Regions from separate parts of the Pan troglodytes genome. Here region 1 is linked to region 2. A link is a contact called in public HiChIP or PLAC-seq data. All regions are on one chromosome and are shown on one strand. The core of a region is the stretch at or near the end of the contact, and the rest is flanking DNA. Distances in the headings are between cores, read along the strand shown. Region 1 holds the start of HSD17B14 (hydroxysteroid 17-beta dehydrogenase 14). Region 2 holds the start of CA11 (carbonic anhydrase 11).

Region 1 (5,780 bases), core at 101-2,600, 190 kb after region 2:
AAGTAGGGCCTGGGGGCCTGGACTCCTGGGTCTGAGGGAGGAGGTGCCAGAGCCTGGACTCCTGGGTCTGAGGGAAGAGGGGCTGGGAGCCTGGACCCCTGGGTCTGAAGGAGGAGGGGTTGGGGACTTGGATTCCTGGGTCTGAGGGAGGAGGTGCCGGAGCCTGGACTTCTGGGTCTGAGGGAGGAGGGGCTGGGGACCTGGACTCCTGGGTCTGAGGGCAGAGGGGCTGGGGGCCTGGACTCCTAGGTCTGAGGGAGGAGGGGCTGAGGTCTGGACTCCTGGGTCTGAGGAAGTAGGGCCTGGGGGCCTGGACTCCGGGGTCTGAGGGAGGAGGTGCTGGGGGTCTGGACCTCTGGGTCTGAGGGAGGAAGGGCCAGGGTGAGGGCTGAGGGACCGTCACTCACCATCCTTGTCGCAGATAACCACTCGGGCCCCGCTGTCCACTGAGAATAGGAAGGGAACAGGTTACTCTCCGAGCCTTGGTTAAAGCCTCTGCCGCCCTCTTGTGGCCACCTGGATTGGGGCTGATCTCCCTCTCCCCTCGTGACCCCAGTCTCATGATCACCCATAGGACAGAGGGCAGACGCCTTGACACATACTCTCCTTGCCTTGTTTCTGCTGAGGCTCCTGAACCCCCGTTCGTGGCTTCCAGAGCAAACTCCACGACTGACAGAGCCATTCCTCAAACCACTGGTTTTGTAGCTACACCAACAGACCCAGAGAAAGGGGCCACTGCCTTCGGAGACCCTGTCAGACTCAGCCCTAGCCTACAGCGCCACACGCTTACTTTAGCCGGCAAATTGGCTTTTATAATATCAGAATCCTGGCTGCAGTACTGGAGTCCCTATTTTCCGCCCCCATCACCCCGCCCCCATCCTTCCTTTCTCACACTCCACAGCTCCCAGCAGTCAGACCCGGCTCACCGAAGGCGCGCACGATCCCAGCTCCGATGCCGCGCCCGCCCCCGGTCACGACCACCACCTTCCCGGCATAGCGCGTTCCCGTAGCCATCCCGTGTACGTCGGTCTCTCTCTCTCTCTACTCTGGGCCTCTTTCACCTCCAAAGCCCCGTGAGGCCGTCGCATCAAATCCTCAATAGAGGCTGGATCCTGGAAGTCCGGCCTCGGGGGGCGTTGCCAGGAAGGCTAGAGACCTGGAAGTTTGTCCCCAGCCCCTCCTCCCTCAGACACTCCTCTCTTCTCACAGACCCAGGAATCCAGGAGCCCCAGTCCCTCCTCCCACAGACCCGGGAATCCAGAAGCCCCAGTCCCTCCTCCCTCAGACTCGGGAGTCCAGGCCCCCAGCCCCTCCTCCCTCAGACTCGGGAGTCCAGCCTCCCAGCCCCTCCTCCCTCAGACCCGGGAGTCCAGCCTCCCAGCCCCTCCTCCCTCAGACCCGGGAGTCCAGCCTCCCAGCCCCTCCTCCCTCAGACTCGGGAGTCCAGCCTCCCAGCCCCTCCTCCCTCAGACCCAGGAGTCAGGGTCCCAGCCCCTCCTCCCTCAGACCCGGGAATCCTGGCCCAGCCCCCTCCACTCTCAGACCGCGGGATCAGGTTCTCTATCCCTTCTTCCCAGAGACCTATAAGTCCAAGCCCCCTGTCCCTTCCTCTCTCAGGACCCAGGAGTCCACGACTCCAGCTCTGCCCCTCAGAGACCCCAGTGCCACAACCCCAAACAGACAGAAACAAAGCTATTGACTAAAAGTTCAAAGTTTTAATCCAAATTTAGACAGTGTTGAGAAAACCAAACTTTGGCCATAGAAACCATTCCCCTCCCGGGCCCGCAATGGGGACCAGACCACGCCCCCTGATGCCCTGAGTGGTCCCAGATCTCCGGCGGTACCTCCAGACCACGTCCTCGCGCTCCGATTGGCTGCCGCTTTTGGGCGGATTAGAAGCTGGACTGTAGCAGAGTGACTCGCAGAGGCCATGCCCCCTCGTCTTGTGGCAGGACCGGAGGGGCGATCCCGGCATCCCACGCGGGCCCCCAGGGGGTGGGACCTCCTCCACGCCCACTCCCTCGGCGAGAGAACCCCGTGGAACCCGAATTAGCCACCGGGGGAGATCTGGGGGGAGGGGTCTCCTGGCACGTGGGGTCCGAAGGAGGCAGCGGCACACCGGGAAGAGGGTCTCCCTGGGAGTCCAAATTTCCACCTGGAGAGGATGAGTGGGACATGAGAATGGCAAACCTCAGCGCTAGGACTCCGGATTCCCAGCCCCTCCTCCCTCAGACCCAGGACTCCGGATTCCCAGCCCCTCCTCCCTCAGACCCAGGAGTCCAGGCCCCCAGCCCCTCCTCCCTCAGACCCAGGAGTCCAGGCCCCCAGCCCCTCCTCCCTCAGACCCAGGAGTCTGGATACCCCAGTCCAGTCCTCTTTGAGACTCAGTTGTCGGCCCTCTCCCCGCCCCCTGACCTCTTCCTCCCCTCCTCCCAAGTGTCCCGGACCCCAGTCACCTCTTGCCTGAGACCTAAAACTCCCAAACCCTGCCCAACTCTTTACTCACCAAGACAAAAAATTCCCACCGGCCCCCAGACCCCTCCTCTCCAGGACCTGGGATTCCAGGTCTCCAGCTCTCTCCTCCCTAAAACCCAGAAGTCCAACATCCCCAGCCAGTCACCTGTCATCATTCTGTGCCACTGCGACGCCTCAGTAGCCAGGGCTTGGGAGAGGCTGAGAACCCGCTCCCGGTGACCTTCGGAAGTCGGCAAGTAAGGGGTGGTGTTCCTTGGACTAGAAAAAAAAAGAAGATTGGGGGTGGGGGTGTGTACATGGGGGAGAGGTGGGGGATGGTTAATTGGTACAAAAAGAAAAGGATGAATAAGACCTACTATTAGATAGCACAACAGAATGACTATAGTCAATAATAATTTAATTGTACATTTTAAAATAAATTAAAGGGTGTAACTAGATTGTTTATACATCAAAGGGTAAATCCTTGAAAGGGGATGGATACCCTATTCCCGATGATGTGCTTATTTCACATTGCCTGCCTGTATCAAAACATCTCAATTATCTCGTAAATATATGTATACCTAGTATGTACCAACAAAAATGAAAAATTAAAAAAAAAAAAAGCAGGCCAGGTGCGACAGCTTATCCCTGTAATCCCAGCACCTTGGGAGGCCGAGGCGGGCAGATCACTTGAGGTCAGGAGTTCGAGACCACCCTGGCCAACATGGTGAAACCCAGTCTCTACCAAAAAATACAAAAAAGTTAGCCAGGCATGGTGGTGGGTGCCTGTAATTCCAGCTACTAGGGAGGCTGAGGAAGGAGAATCATTTGAACCCAGAAGGCAGAGGTTGCAGTGAACTGAGATCACGCCATTGCACTCCAGCCTGGGAGACAGAGCAAGACTCCGTCTCAAAAAAAAAAAAAAAGTAAAAAATAAAAATAAAAATAAAAAATAAACAGCTGGCACAGTGGGGACCCGGGTACCGCACGTGCCTTTCTGGGAGTTGTAGTTCCTAGCACGTGTCTCTAAAAGATGTTAAACATGGCACCGCCCTCATACCGCCCACATGCATTATGGGATTTGTAGTCCATTCGCGCGTCACTATCACCCAATTTCCTTGATGCAGAAGTAGGATCTGCTATTGACCAAGGGAATTTGGGGAACTAAAGATATCACTACGGATCTAGGGCTTTCTGGTTTTGTTGCAGATGCCCCGGGAACTTAAGCATCTCTAGAAGGGTTGCGATTTGTAGTTCCATATTCAGGAGACTTTAATAATAATGCTACTCCCCTTTGCTTTTGCAAATTTTTTTTTCCTGCTCCCTTGATACGCCCTCCAGTTCCTTACCTACTCCAGGACCCAGAGCTTCTGAGCCATTTCTGGGCTCCCGAGTGTCCTACGACAGGCTGGAAAGGAATTGGGGCATTAGAACTCCTCACCTGGAAGCCCCACGTTCTCATTTTGAGGGTGAAGTGAAGGGGGCTCCAAAAGAGAATGAAATTGCCCAAAAACACTGGCAATGTTTTGTTTTGTTTTTCCTATGCTTCTGTAGGCACTGAATTTTTAAAAATTAATTTATTTTATTTATTCATTTTTTAGAAAGGATGGAGTACAGTGGTGTGATCATAACTCACTGTAGTCTCGACTTCCCAGGCTTGGACTAATCCTGCTTCAGCCTCCTGAGTAAATAGAACTACAGGCTCGCACCACCATGCCTGGCTAATTATTTTTATTTTTATTTTTAGTAGAGACAAGGTCTTGCTATGTTGCCCAGGCTGGTCTCTTACTCCTGCCTCGGCCTCCCAAAGTACTGGTATTACAGGGGTGAGCCATAGCACCCAGTGACTGACAATGTTTAACTTTACCTGTGTTCCTATAAAGCAGCACATGAGTTCAGAAATCCCACCTCCACCACCACCACCTGTGACTTGTCTAAATCCTTTCTATAAAAGTCTAAGGGGCCGGGTCTGGTGGCTCGCACCTGTAATCCCAGCACTTTGGGAGGCCGAGGTGAGCAGATCACTTGAGGTCAGGAGTTTAAGAACAGCCTGGTCAATATGGTGTAAACCCCGTCTCTACTAAAAATACAAAAAAAAAAAAAAATTAGCAGGGTGTGGTGGCATGGGCCTGTAATCCCAGCCACTTGGGAGGCTAAGGCAGGAGAATCATTTGAACCCGGGAGACAGGGGTCGCAGTGAGTCGAGATTCCACCACTACACTCCCTCATGGGCAACAAAGGGAGACTCTGTCTCAAAAAAAGGAAAAAAAAAATCTAAGGGGAGGTTAGGTGCAGTAGCTTACACCTATATTCTTAGCACCTCCTTCCAAGGCAGGAGGATCACTTGAGCTCAGGAGCTTGACACTAGCCTGGCCAACGTGGTAAAAATCTGTCTCTACTAAAAATACAAAAATTGGCTGGATGTAGTGGCATATCCCTGTAGTCCTAGCTACTCGGGAGGCTGAGGCATGAAAATCACTTGAACCCAGGAGGTAGAGGTTGCAGTGAGTGGAGATCGCACCACTGCACTCTAGCCTGGGCGACCTTGTCCCTGAAAAAAAAAGAAAACATCTTTTTTTTTTTTTTTTTTTTTGAGACAGAGTTTCACTCTTGTTGCGCAAGCTGGAGTGCAATGGCAAAATCTTAGCTCACCACAACCTCCACCTCCTGGGTTCAAGCGATTCTCCTACCTCAGCCTCCCAAGGAGCTGGGATTACAGACATGCGCTACCATGCCCAGCTAATTTTGTATTTTTAGTAGAGACGGGGTTTCTCCATGTTGGTCAGGCTGGTCTTGAACTCCCGACCTCAGGTGATCCGCCCTCCTTGGCCTCCCAAATTGCTGGGATTACAGGCGTGAGCCACCATGCCCGGCCGAAAAAGGAAAACGTCTAAGGGGAAACCATCCTGAGATATCTGAGACACTCTGATGTTCAGATCTGGGACGTTCTTCCTATTGAAAGGGCATGAATAAAATCAATTTTCTTCCTGGCTTACATTTTCTTTTTTGCTTTCTTGCTATTGACAACACATAGCAACTGAGAAGAAAAACTAGGCTTCCAATCCAGATGTGTGACCCCCGCCCCCACCCACTGTCCTCCCCTCACTGCCACTCCTGTCCACCCACCACTATCCAGGCGAGGAAGCTGACTCTAGCACAAGTACAAACTGGGGTAAATTCAGAAATCCAGTTTGGAGGAAGGAGGTAGAGATTATCTCCATTTTACAGAAAGGGACTCAAAGTAGGCGAAGAAGACCTACTACCACCCCACCGCCCAGCCCCAGCCCTCCTCCCCTCACCCTTTGCTCCACGTCAGGCTGGCGTCT
Region 2 (5,452 bases), core at 1,189-3,688:
CGGGAGGCTGGGGCAGGAGAATCGCTTGAACCTGGGAGGTGGAGGTTGCAGTGAGCTGAGATCACATCATTGCAGTCCAGCCTGGGCAACAAGAGCAAAACTCCATCTCAAAATAATAATAATAATAATAACAATAATAATAATTGTACCCATTTTGTGGGGTGGTTATGAGATGAGAGGCTTATCAAGCTTTTAAATCTGCCTGGCACAGGAAATGTTCTGCTTTTCATTGCTTCTGCAGAGATGGGGAGACTAGGGGACCATGCTTGGGATGGGAAGAATGGGTGATCCATTTTACAGTGTAAGCAGCCTCCTCTCCACCCACTGGGTGTCCCCTCCTCCCCCAAGGCTGCTCTCCTACCTCAGCACCCCATTCCCCAGCCTCTATTCATGCCCATCCCCAGTGGGTTCAATAGCTCCTCCCTCCAAGCCCCTTACCTTCTCTCCTCCAGTGCTGAGCCTTAATGGGGGCAGAAAGGGGTCATAAAGAACCCTCTTCAGCTCCACATCCACGGGGCTCTGCCGCTTCCCCACAGCACACAGACTCCACGCTGCATTCACCAGGCCCCAGAAAGGGGGCCCTGGGGGTGGGGTCGGAGTAGGAGGACAAGGAGTCAGAAATAGAGACTGGATCCCAGGGCTGGTATCTGCTGAGTGGGCTGTGGTCTGGACTCCCAGATCCCAGGGGAGGAGGGGCTAGGGACCTAGACTCCTGGGTCTGAGGGAGGACTGGGCTCAGATCCAGAATTCTGGGTCCTAGAAGAATCTTGGAATAGTTTCCAAGTTTAGCAGAGACGGGTTTCACCAAGTTGGCCAGGCTGGTCTTGAACTCCTGACCACAGGTAATCCACCCACCTGGGCCTCCTAAAGTGCTGGGATTTCAAGCGTGAGCCACCGCGCCCAGCCGATCAAACCCATCTTAAGCCATTGTAGATGGAACTACAACTCCCAGCAGGCCCCAGTGCTACCAGCCTACCCCTCTGCTGCCTACCTGCCCCAGAGCCCCGTGGGAGTTGTAGTTCTTTTTTTTAAATCTCTCTTATCCCACAGCTGGATTATTATTAATGTGTTGGGGAGAGGAGCTGCAAGAGAAGGCTGGACAAGGTGGGGGACGGGGCCACCCAGCCTCTGGTTCCTAGCAGGAGCCAGGACCTTCCTCTCCCGGCAAACGCACACATAATCTCCACCCCCACACTTTCCTTCCACTCACTCCCACTCACTACTTGAAATGCGCATGTATAATGTCCCATGGTGAGCCCCTGGGGTTCAGAAGCTGGCCCGACTCCTGAGGGACAGAGGAGGGGGCTGGGACTCCTGGTCCTGGGGGGAGGAGGGAGCTGGGAACCCAGGTTCCTGAGTCTGAAGAAGGAGGCGCCGGGAGGGCCGGACTCCTGGGTCCCCGCCTTGGCGGCACCTGGCACGAAGTTTCCCTGGAGATTATCCTTGTAGCTCCACCAGTCCTCGGGGTCAGGTGCTGGTCCGATGTGAGCTGGGAAGAGAGCAGCCTGAATCCCTCTCCTTGGCATCCCCACCTCCACCCTCCCTCGGGGGCTCCTCCCGGGAACCCCAGGTCTTACCTGCTGCCCCCAGTGCAGCCCAGAGTACCAGCGCTCGAGGGGCGCTCAGACGAGCTGCAGCCCCCATCCCCAGGAGGCCTCCGAGGGACCCCTGCCCAACGCCCTGCCCCCCTCTCTCAGCTCCTCTGTCCCCTCCTTCTGGGACCCTGTCCCTCCAGGACTTCCAGCTTTCCTCTCCTCCCCACAGGGAGTCCCAGTTCCCCAAATGCCAAAGCAGCCAGGGACTGAGATCCCCCCTTCAAACCCACTCTTCTTCTCTCTCCCGTCTCTCTGTGTCTTTCCTCTTTCCTCTGCTCTTTTCCCGGAACCCTCCAGTCTCCCTCTAGCTCCTGATCTTCCTACTCCTCTCAGCCTTCTGCTGCCCCCAGGGCTACCTCTTGGTTCCTAACCCACACCTCCTCTCCGTTCTCTTTTCATTAAGCTCTCCCAAGCCACCTAACTCCAGGTCTCCATCCCGCATCTCCTCCTCCTCCCTCTCTCCTTTCCAGCTCCTGCCTCTTCTCCCCTCTCTCCTTCTTCACCTCCTCCCGCCCTCCCTCTGTGTCGGCCTCCAGCTTCGTGCTCTCCCCACCTCCTCCTCTCCTGCCTCTTCTCCCTGTTTCAGTCTCTCTTCTCTCTTGTCCCTTCCTCCCTCCTCCCCCTCCCTCTCTCCTCTCCCGTGGTGTTATTTAATTTTGTTGATGGGCTGGGGGAGCAGGTGATCTCATAGCGGCAAACACTCCTCGGGTTGGCTTGGGGTGGGGTGTGCGAAAGGGCAGGATTCGGAAGGAGGTAGGGGGCTGGTCCTCGGCTCCCAGCCGCGCTGGGGCCACGCGGGCGGGGGTGGCCGGGACACCTGGGGCCGGGAGCGGGCTGTTTCCATCCTCCGCAGCAAGGGGAAGGGGGGGCGCTTAAGGTGGAGCTGGGAGTGGCTTCGGAAGTCTCCATGCTGGGGGCCGCCGGCCTTGGCGGATGCAGGGTCCCCCTGCTCGCTGGGACCCAGGTTGGAGCCGCTCCAGCGCCCGCAGCCCCCCTTCCCCGCCCCAGGGCTCCACTGGGTCCTCTGCCTGGGGCTGCCTTAACGGGGCCGGGGGATCCCCTGGGAGCCTGAAGTGCAGTGAGGGCTGCTCGCCGGGAGGGGGAGGCAGAGACCTGGCGAGGGAGAGAGAGGCGGGGAGGAGGAGCCGGGAGGGCAGAGGCGGAGAGCGGGAGGTGAGGACCCACATCTGCGGAGGCTGGGGAGGGGAGGGGAGCCTGAGATGGATACGGAGAGGAAGGGCGGAGGGACAGAGGGTTAGAGAGGCAAGAACAAACCGCCAGGCAGGAGTGAGGAAGAGGGGGAGGAGGAGGAGGAGGTGAAGGAGGAGGGGGAGGAGGTGAAGGAGGAGGGAGAGGAGGGGGAGGGAGAGGAGGGGGAGGAGGGGGAGGGAGAGGAGGGGGAGGAGGGGGAGGGAGAGGAGGGGGAGGAGGGGGAGGAGGGAGAGGAGGAGGGGGAGGGAGAGAGGAAGGAATGAATGAGAGAGATACAGATAGAGGCAGAAAAGGAGATACAGAGACGCAGCGAGACAGACATGGAGACATAGAGACACACACTTAGAGATAGACAGAAACTCAGAGACCAGGCAGCAGATGGGGTGGGGAGAGACAAAAAGAGAGAGAAAGAGCGATCCAAAGACAGAGAGAGACACCAAATTTTTGTATTTGGGGAGAAGAGATGGGGTCATGCTATGTTGCTCAGGCTAGTCTCAAACTCCTGTTCTCAAGGGATCCTCCCACCTTGGCCTCCCAAAGCATTGAGATTACAGGCATGAACAACCATACCCAGCCTGAGAGAGACCACATATTATTGTTGTTGTTGTTATTTATTATTTTTCACCCTGTCTAATGGTAGTGAAACTGCTCATTGTCTTCTTTTATTTTCTTTTTTGAGACAAGCCTTGCAATGTCACCCAGGCTGGAGAGCAGTGGTGCGATCATGGCTTGATCCAGCCTCGACCTCCTGGGCTTAAACACTCCTTCCACCTCAGCCTCCCAAATAGTTGGGACTACAGGCACATGCCACCATGCCAGGCTAATTTTTAAAAATTATTTTTTGTAGAGATGTAGCCTTGCTATGATGCCCAGGCTGGTCCAGAACCCCTGGGCTCAAGGGATCCTCCTGCCTTGGCCTCCCAAAGTGCTGGGATTACAGGTGTGAGCCACCTTGTCCAGCCTGACACCAAACATTAACGAGACAGAGAGACATAGAAAGAGACACACATACATCAGTACAGGTGGAGAGAGACACAAAGAGAGGGAGAGACATAGAAACACACACACAGACTGAGCATGGTGGCTCACACCTGTAATCCCAGAACTCTGGGAGGTCAAGGTGGATGGATCACTTGAGGCCAGGAGACTGAGACCAGCCCGGCCAACATGGTCAAATGCCATCTCTACTAAATACATAAAAACTTAGCCAGGCACGGTGGCTCACGCCTGTAATCCCAGCACTTAGGGTGGTCGAGGCGGGTGGATCACCTGAGGTCAGGAGTTCAAGACCAGCCTGACCAAAATGGTGCAACCCCGTTTCTACTAAAAAATACAAAAACTAGCTGAGCGTGGTGGCACACACCTATAATCCCGGCTACTCAGGAGGCTGAGACAGGAGAATCGCTTGAACCGGGTAGGTGGAGGCTACAGTGAGCTGAGATCCCAACAGTGCACTCCAGCCTGGGCAACAGAGTGAGACTCCATCTCAAAAAAAAAAAAAAAAGAAAGAAAGAAAGAAACACACACACAGAGCTAGAGACAGAGACCTGGGAACAGGCACACACACATCTATAAATAGAGACACTCGTGCAGAGAAAGAGACATCAACAGAGAGGAACAGATGGACAGAGATAGAGAGACCCAGATAGAGGGAGAGAGGACCAGAAGCAGACCAACTGACATGATGGGAGAGACTACAAAGGAATCAGAAAGACAGAGGTATTCAGAGATAGCAAATTGGGATGGACATTGAAAGACCTAGAGATGGAGAGAGACACCCAGAAAGAAACCCAGAGAGTCAGGGGTGGAGAGAGACACGAAGAAAAAACACAAGAAGGAAAGGTACATACTAATAATTTATTGCTGGCGGGGCTTGGTGGTTCATGCCTGTAATCCCAGCACTTTGGGAGGCTGAGGAGGGAGGATCACTTGAGATCAGGAGTTTGAGACCAGCCTGGGCAACATAGTAAGACCTCGTCTCTATTTTTTATGAAAAAGAAAAAAACAGGCCGGGCACAGTGGCTCACACCTGTAATCCTAGCACTTTGGGAAGCTGAAGCGGGCGGATCACGAGGTCAGGAGATTGAGACCACGGTGAAACCCCATCTCTACTAAAAATACAAAAAATTAGCCGGGTGCGGTGGCGGGCGCCTGTAGTCCCAGCTCCTCGGGAGGCTGAGGCAGGAGAATGGCGTGAACCCGGGAGGCGGAGCTTGCAGTGAGCTGAGATCAGGCCACTGCACTCCAGCCTGGGCGACAGAGCGAGACTCCGTCTCAAAAAAAAAGAAAAAAGAAAAAGAAAAAAATAGTTGGGGAACGGCAGCTCACGCCTGTAATTCCAGCACTTTGGGAGGCCGAGGAAGGCAGATCACTTGAGGTCAGGAGTTTGAGACCAGCCTGATCAACATGGTGAAACCCCGTCTTTACCAAAAATACAAAAATTAGGCTGGGCGCAGTGGCTCACGCCTGTAATCCCAGCACTTTGGGAGGCCAAGGCGGGCGGATCACAAGGTCAGGATTTCGAGACTGGCCTCACCAGCATGGTGAAACCGTGTCTCTACTAAAAATACAAAAATTAGCTGGGCATGGTGGCACACGCCGAGATTGCGCCACTGCACTCCAGCCTGGGCGACAGAGTGAGACTC

What was found. HiChIP or PLAC-seq counts read pairs in DNA pulled down with a chosen protein or histone mark.
Region 1: an H3K4me3 HiChIP or PLAC-seq map of stem cell-derived excitatory neurons shows a contact between it and region 2, with 11 times the contacts expected there. The contact joins the promoter of HSD17B14 here to the promoter of CA11 in region 2. A contact is called at or near these places in 2 of 7 Hi-C or Micro-C datasets (induced pluripotent stem cells and stem cell-derived neural progenitor cells) and 1 of 1 datasets of contacts at active chromatin or transcription factors (stem cell-derived excitatory neurons).

What each region holds. Positions count from the first base shown.
Region 1 is chr20:51,775,243-51,781,022 of NHGRI_mPanTro3-v2.0_pri, forward strand. HSD17B14 (hydroxysteroid 17-beta dehydrogenase 14) reads right to left here and starts at 1,351. Exons shown (of 7, transcript XM_024351533.3): 1 at 927-1,351; 2 at 408-446. The coding sequence starts at 1,014. PLEKHA4 (pleckstrin homology domain containing A4) reads right to left here. Exons shown (of 18, transcript XM_063802045.1): 16 at 5,754-5,780; 17 at 2,621-2,733; 18 at 1,696-2,155. The coding sequence ends at 2,650.
Region 2 is chr20:51,587,575-51,593,026 of NHGRI_mPanTro3-v2.0_pri, forward strand. CA11 (carbonic anhydrase 11) reads right to left here and starts at 2,439. Exons shown (of 9, transcript XM_001171568.7): 1 at 1,578-2,439; 2 at 1,415-1,489; 3 at 439-581. The coding sequence starts at 1,644.